2 separate regions of the Hordeum vulgare genome follow, and region 1 is linked to region 2. Evidence: chromatin contacts called from public Hi-C data. All regions are on one chromosome and are shown on one strand. Each heading gives the region's core, a stretch centred on a gene start, on an enhancer-like site or on the middle of the called end of the contact. The rest is flanking DNA. Distances are from core to core; before and after follow the strand shown.

The links. A called contact is a pair of places that touch in the nucleus more often than the background predicts.
Region 1: a contact with region 2 is called in a Hi-C map of leaf, with 8 times the contacts expected there. The contact joins the promoter of LOC123427565 here to the promoter of LOC123427556 in region 2. A contact is called at or near these places in 3 of 6 Hi-C or Micro-C datasets (leaf and seedling) and 1 of 1 datasets of contacts at active chromatin or transcription factors (embryo).

The regions. Positions count from the first base shown.
Region 1 is chr1H:151,789,452-151,793,118 of MorexV3_pseudomolecules_assembly, reverse strand. LOC123427565 (zinc transporter 7-like) reads left to right here and starts at 1,793. Exons shown (of 4, transcript XM_045111649.1): 1 at 1,793-2,055; 2 at 2,131-2,774; 3 at 2,859-3,008. The coding sequence starts at 1,995.
Region 2 is chr1H:151,400,816-151,404,508 of MorexV3_pseudomolecules_assembly, reverse strand. It overlaps LOC123427556 (IQ domain-containing protein IQM1-like), which reads left to right and starts at 1,611. Exons shown (of 10, transcript XM_045111638.1): 1 at 1,611-1,731; 2 at 2,177-2,577; 3 at 2,669-2,783; 4 at 2,881-2,946; 5 at 3,071-3,159; 6 at 3,275-3,362; 7 at 3,469-3,606. The coding sequence starts at 2,261. The region is part of intron 17 of LOC123427522 (diacylglycerol O-acyltransferase 1-1-like); the gene reads right to left.

The DNA.
Region 1 (3,667 bases), core at 544-3,043, 390 kb before region 2:
TGACTAATGTGAACCGGTTCACGAAAAGGTTCCTGAAACTGGCTGCCTCATGAGGAAGTAAGAGGCTGGCCCAATTCTCACACTTGGGGATTGCATGTACGAACGTCCGACACTTTGACATGACGGGCGTCAAATAGGGGAGTCCCTAGTTAGCAAGCGTCCTTTCGGGAGCCTTGCAACGAGCACTTTACGTGTTGGTACTTGGTGCGTTCTCAAGTATCGCCATGTGTCGCATTCTAAGGGTTTCCTTTGAATTTTATTTTTTTATTTTTCGCACGCGTTTTTGGTTTTTTAGATTGTTTTTTTTTTGAAATTTTGGTGTTAGTTTTCTGACGAAATATTTAATACATGTTTTCGCAAAAAACCTGTCTTTTTTTTTTGCGAGAGTCACTATTTTGTTTCTGTGAAAGGCACGATTTTATCTTTGCGAGAGATACGATTTTGCTTCGACAAGAGGAACGGTCGTTCCTTTCGAAAAAGAGAAAAAATAACATGTTTTTTCGTGAGAGGCACAGGTTTGCCATCGGGAGAGGCACGCCCGTGTCTCTCGGAGAGGAAAAAGTAACGTTTTTTTTCATGAGAGACACGATTTTTTTCTGTGAGAGGCACGGTTTTGCCTTCGTGGGAGGCACGGCCGTGCCTCCTGGAAAGAAAAAAAACGCAAAAAACGTGTTTTCTAGTTTTTTATCTTATCGCGAGAGTCATGGTTTTTTGGTCTTTTTTTTAAAAAAAGTTTATGAAAACCTATCAACATGGGATCTAATTTTTAAAGATCTCGACGCGAGAAATCCAACGGTAAAAACGGTTTAAGATTTGAATGTACTGTTTAGGAGATAAAATATTTTAAAAATACAAATCTATAAAAATAGGAAAAAAAAGTTTCAGGTTACCACAAGTAACACACATGCAGTGTGTCATTTATCACAACTTGAAAAAATGGGAGTGATCTTTAAAAGAAATACTCCCTCATAGCATGATTAATAGCATAGACACGTGGTGGACATTGTTATGTCATCTATAATTTATTTTATAATTAACATGTACAATACTTAATAGATTAGAAGTGTGTCTTATTTTTCTATTATATATGGTTCACCTTTTGCTTTAATTAGTGATTTCCTCGAGGAGGAATAGGCCAGTCGGTGGATCGCCTGTGCACGCGACGAGCGTACGTCCGGTCTGGCCTTTGTATCGGCAAAATAACTCGTATGCTAGGACCCGGCAACCAAACAGCCATTGTTATGAAGGCCGATGAGCCCAGCCCATACACGAACGCTGACATGGATGGATCCTGGAACCGCCTAACCTCACTATGTCGACATCGTTTCCCACTGCCCCACGACTCTGTCGCAATGCACCAACCCACGACCAGCTCCAACCTCCGTCATGCTAATCATTCAGACTGACAAAGGGGCCCAAACTGGGAGTATGTCCCGTATTCAAGTCTCTCGACTTGATCACGATCGCGTGTGCCAAGCAGCTGCCTATCCCTGCCGAAGTATTATAACTGCCGAACAGAAGGAGAACGTGGTATACTAACTCCACGCTCGCGGAGCAGGATCTCAGCCGTCCAAAACACGAATCGACGTCTAGCACAGCAGGGATTCGTGCATCCAGTCCACGTACTCACTTCGCCCTCGCGCTTTTCCCCCACCGTGGGCCCGGACCCCACCGGCAGAGCCTCCTGGTCCGCAGCCCAGCGAAACGCGACCTTCTAGCCCAGGTGAAATCGCCACCGTCCGCATTCTGGATCGTTTGCGTTGACGGATCACGTCCGCTCTAGTACCCCGGCTGTTCGGTGCAGTGCCACCATGACGACACACCCTCCCCCTCTTTCTCTCTCACTCGTACCCTGCGCGCTCTTTTACGTGCGAAGATAGCAAGGCATCCACCGCATCAGAAGAAAGAAAGGCCAGGCCAAGAGGTTAAGGGATCGATCTTTTTCCGAGGTTTCTGTCCTCGAGGAATTTAGCACCGCTCGGGATTCTCAGGGCATGATGATCGGTGTAGCAGGCTTCCGCCGGCACGCGGGCCAGCTCTTGAGTAAAAGCAACGGTAATTCAGTTTGCTCTTCGAGGTTTCTTTCAAGCACTTTTGTGGTTGATCCGATCGATGTCAATGGTGGGTTAGGGTTTATTGCGGCGTCCCTGTCCGCGGCAAGCTGCGCGGACGAGGTGGAGAAGGCCGAGGGGGCGGGGTGCCGGGACGACGCGGCGGCGCTGCGGCTCAAGTGGATTGCCATGGCGGCGATACTGGTGTCCGGGGTGATGGGCGTGGGCCTACCGCTTGCCGGGCGGAAGCGGCGGACGGTGGAGACCGGCAGCGCCGTCTTCGTGGCCGCCAAGGCTTTCGCGGCCGGCGTGATCCTGGCCACAGGGTTCGTCCACATGCTGCACGACGCCGAGCACGCGCTCTCCAACCCCTGCCTCCCGGCTGCGCCCTGGCGCCGGTTCCCGTTCCCCGGCTTCGTCGCCATGCTCGCTGCTCTCGCCACGCTGGTGCTCGACGTCCTGGTAACCAGGTTCTACGAGACCAAGCACCGCGCCGAGGTAGCTCGGGTCAAGGCTGACGCCGCTGCCGCACTCGCCGCCGCGTCCACCTCCGCCAGCGACGAAGACATCACTGTGGTCACCGTCGTCCAGAGTGAGCACAAGGCCCCGCTCTTGCAAGCGCACTCCCATTCCCACGCGCAATCGCATGGTCACGAGCTGGTGCAACCACAAGGACGCGAGGGGGAGGTGTCAGAGCACGTGCGCTCCGTCGTGGTATCACAGGTGGTGTAATCTCTTCGTTGGTTTCAATCAATTGTTTGATATAGTTCCCCTCAAAAAAGTATATATTGATTTTGATTCCTGTAGATACTGGAAATGGGGATTGTGTCGCACTCCGTGATCATTGGGCTGTCGCTTGGGGTGTCTCGGAGCCCCTGCGCAATCAGGCCATTGGTGGCAGCGCTCTCATTTCACCAGTTCTTCGAGGGGTTTGCCCTTGGTGGGTGCATCGCGCAGGTGAGGAATTCAGTATGGATTGGTACAATTATGTGGCATGACTGTGTGATGGCTACAAGGAAAATGAAATAGTTCAAATGACCACAACTACTACCGTTTGCACTTTGTAGCGTCTGTTTTTACAATAGGTTAATCCGTTAATGTGGACTTTCATTTTTCACAGTGATTCAGTATTCTGGTGGCCTTGATTTAGGGATAAAGTAACTATACTAAACTGGTGAATTCTAGGAGCACATGCAACAGAAAAGGATGACAACTTACAAACCTCATGCTCAGAAATCGGAAAGTCAGAAATATCAGGATATTCATTCACAAAAGGAAATGTGAAGATTTAGAACTTCAGAAGTATCAGTTCGTAAGAAAATACAGAAATATAGATAATACTCACTATGAAGGGAGCGCTAATCTGGGGTCAGCTGCCATCCTTATAACACGAGCTGTGAATCGACCACCTGATTATGTTAAACTGAATTAAATCCAGAAATTTTACTAGTCGAACTTGCATTTAGTTCTAGTTTTTGTGGTCAGGGATTGCACCTTTGTTAATTGAATGGAGGAGGGTTGACCTTCACAGATACAAGGTCTACCTATTTTAAATTTGAGGCTGTTATCGGCGGATATTCTATCACCAACTTGTCAAAGTGTTAAACCCTACTGCT
Region 2 (3,693 bases), core at 362-2,861:
CAATTTTATGCATCACAGACCTAATATCTTACGTTTAAACACCATGGTATCTTTCATCCAAGGGGAAAAAGGTTTTGAAACATGTAACCGGTATTTTTTGTGTTAAATTATCATACTGCCACATGCTTTAACCTTCTCGTACTGTAGTTATCAATCTTATCATGGTATAGTTATTATGTTACTCATACTATATTTATCACGTTCGTCATGCCAAAGTTATCAAGCCAATCTTTATTATTTTTTCTGATATGAAAGAAATAAAAAAAAGGTTCAAATAACATTGCTTATCTACAATAGATATCAAAAGGTGGCTTAGTTGGTTATTAGGTTCAATAATTATTGCATGTTATGCAGCGAAAAACCAGAAAAATCCACTAGCGATTCACTACGGTTTTTGAGAGAAGGAAAAAAATCAGTGCAAGCGAGCATGGGATGAGAGCAATCATGTAGGAACGAGTTGTGCGGATTTGTCCCTAACTTCCGGTCGACTGGAAGTTAGCCAATAATAAAATATGAAAATTCATTTCATGATGAATCTAAGAATCCAATTTGATATTATGGATACTGAGATATTTCAACAAAAATGTAAGCAAATTTAAAGAGGTTCGACTTTTCAAAAAATCAATACACCTTACATTTTAAAATAGATTGAGTACAAAAATTATAGGAATCCAAAAAACATCAACATCGCAGCAAAGTGCGTCCAACCCTTTTAGAAATTCATTATTCACAAACTGGACCGAAGCCATCTTAATGTTTAATATATCCCTTTTTCGTTGGACATGTAAGCATAAGTAAGCATAAGGATCCTAATTTATATCCAGCGGTTAATACATGGGCCTTTTCCATAAGAAAGCCTAACACATTTATAAACAGGCATCCCTATTTTCATATACATACAATCTTCTCATGACATGGGTTACAAGCTAAGTTGTCAAGGTTCCGTAGGGCTAAGAAGACCTATGAATGCTTGAAGGATGATCGTGCCATAGAATGTGTCATTTTTGTCAAGGTATAAGTTTCACATTTTGTTAAAATATCCTACAAAACTACATGTAAAATATACAAATAAGAATTTACCTTTAGAAACACAAATGAAAAAAAACGAAACTACTCTGCACATGACAGTGCACGTACGAAATTTGTACGATGCGTACTATGAATGGTGCTGATTTACAAAATGATGCGACCGAATCGATGATTTGATCCATCCTTCAAAAATCCGAAGGAAAGCTATCTTACCTAGTACTATAGCACTGCTCATAAGAAACATAGTTTGGACAACGTAGGGCCTTCAGGAAGGAAGACATAACGCCCCCCTCCCCCCAACCACACACAGACGACCAAGACCAACCCAATAAAAAGGATGACCGCTCAGGACCTGTCTGGAGAAGAGACGTATGGCAGGGTGTAAACTGAAAGAACGTCCAGCGAGTTGAAAGCCAGCAGCCTCTTGTGCATACTTCAGCAGTGACCGAAGTCTTAGCTTGCTTGGGCAACAAAATTGCCCAGCCATGAACCCTCGAATACAAAACTGACGTCTCTGGGGCCAGTCCAAGGTTTCGGTACATATATATAAGAGGGAGCGTAAGCTCCCCTGAGGTACGGTGCACATCGACATTCGACGGATTACCACATATAAGATTTCTCTCCCACCCCTCGACGCCTTCCGCGATTCCTGTCGCCTCCGGGGAAGACTCCAGTTCTTGGGTTGCTGCGCCGAGACCACAGGTGAGGATCATGGAGTTCTTGCTTTGATTGCTTAGAAGTTGACCCGGTCCTCTTCTTGGTTCGTGTTCTTGCTGGGGACTGGAATCGGTCCAACATGAGGTTCCGTGGCAGGATTATTTATTTTGACTGTGAGTTCTATAGGTGTTTTGCCACTTGAAGTCTAGTTGGTTTTGTTCTAAAGATGGATTCAAGAGCTCAAGTATTGGTCTCAGTTCGTTTAGGTCACGAATGCACTTATGAACTCATCTTGTTGTTGCTGTGGAGATCCTGAAAGTCTGGGGTCATTTCAGCCGGCTGGTAGCTGGTTGTTGTTAGTGCTTTATTCTTGTCTGACCGTTGACCATGTCACAAGAGCAGATTTGTTCTTTTCAGTTCTCTTCCAAGTTGCTCAAAATCACCGTTTCACATGAAACTAATTCAGATTCTCCCAATTTTTGAGGAGAAGGTTCAGTTTATTGGATTGTACCGTCGCGCGCGGTCTGAAGTTGTTGGCACGGAGATCTCCAGTCCGAGGACACACAAAACCGACATGGTGAACAAAATCCCCTCTCCTCGGGATGAACGGAACAAGAAACATCTCTTCTCCAAGGCCACACTGGTGCGCTCTGTGAGCTTCAAACAGTGGCAAGGAGGAGAGAAATCCACAGGTTCAGTTCAGAATAAGAGCAAACAGAGCCTGATAAATGGCATCCAAGACCGACGCAACTCTGACGCATCGAGCCCCAATGTATCGTCCAGCCCCAAATGTGAGCTTGATGCTGCAGCCGTCAAACTTCAAAAGGTTTACAAGAGTTACCGGACCAGGCGAAACCTCGCCGACTGCGCAGTCGTCGTAGAGGAGCTATGGTATGTATCAGTTTCTTCGGTCCTTGACCTTGAGCACTGGGACAGCTAGTTAACATTCAGAAAGTTATAGAAGTTTTGATTCTTATCGCAGGTGGAAAGCACTGGACTTTGCATCACTGAAGCACAGCTCGATATCGTTCTTCAACGGCGGAAAGCCCGAAACGGCGGCGTCGCGGTGGGCGAGGGCAAGGACAAGAGCCGCTAAGGTGACTAACATTCATTGATTCATCAAACCGTCTACCTGGTGCCTTGTATTTTGATCAAACTTGCAGTTGAATGACGCGATCTTTTTCGTTGGTTTAGGTTGGCAAGGGGTTATCTAAGAATGGGAAGGCTCAGAAGCTGGCATTGCAGCACTGGCTCGAAGCTGTAAGTCACATGCTACTTAAACTCTAGCACTAAACTAAGATCAGTAGGTAGTGTCCTACTGTCCACTGAGATTGTTGCAGATTGTTTATTACTACTAATGTTGCCATTTTATGCCTTCGGACAGATTGACCCAAGGCATCGATATGGGCACAATTTGCATATCTATTATGATGTCTGGTCCAGGAGTGAGAGTACGGAGCCCTTTTTCTATTGGTAAGTAAGCTGAGCTTAATATACAGTACCTACTGTCTAGGCTTTAAATTCGCGCAAATTTGGGAACCTAGTACTAGAACAATATAATATGCTAACTGTTTAACATGGTCAACAGGTTAGACATTGGGGAGGGCAAAGAAATAAATCTTGAGAATTGCCCTAGGACTAAACTTCAGGGGCAGTGCGTCAAGTACCTTGGACCAGTACGTACCGCATCAATCTAAGTGATATCAAGAGATACTGTAATTCACAATGTTGAATAATTGAGAATACCATCTGATCCTCTTTTTCTCACCTTCTCAATAACAGCAAGAGAGGCAACACTATGAAGTCGCTATTGAGGGTGGCAAACTTATCTTCAAACAAACTGGGGTTCTTGTGCAGACTTCGGATGACTCCAAGTGGATTTTTGTCCTCAGCACCACAAAGGCATTCTATGTTGGCCAGGTAAATGCTCTTTTTCTCTACACACCACCTCCCGTATGTACACAATTTGTAGTCAAAGATACAATTCGCTGCGTTGATTCTGACGTT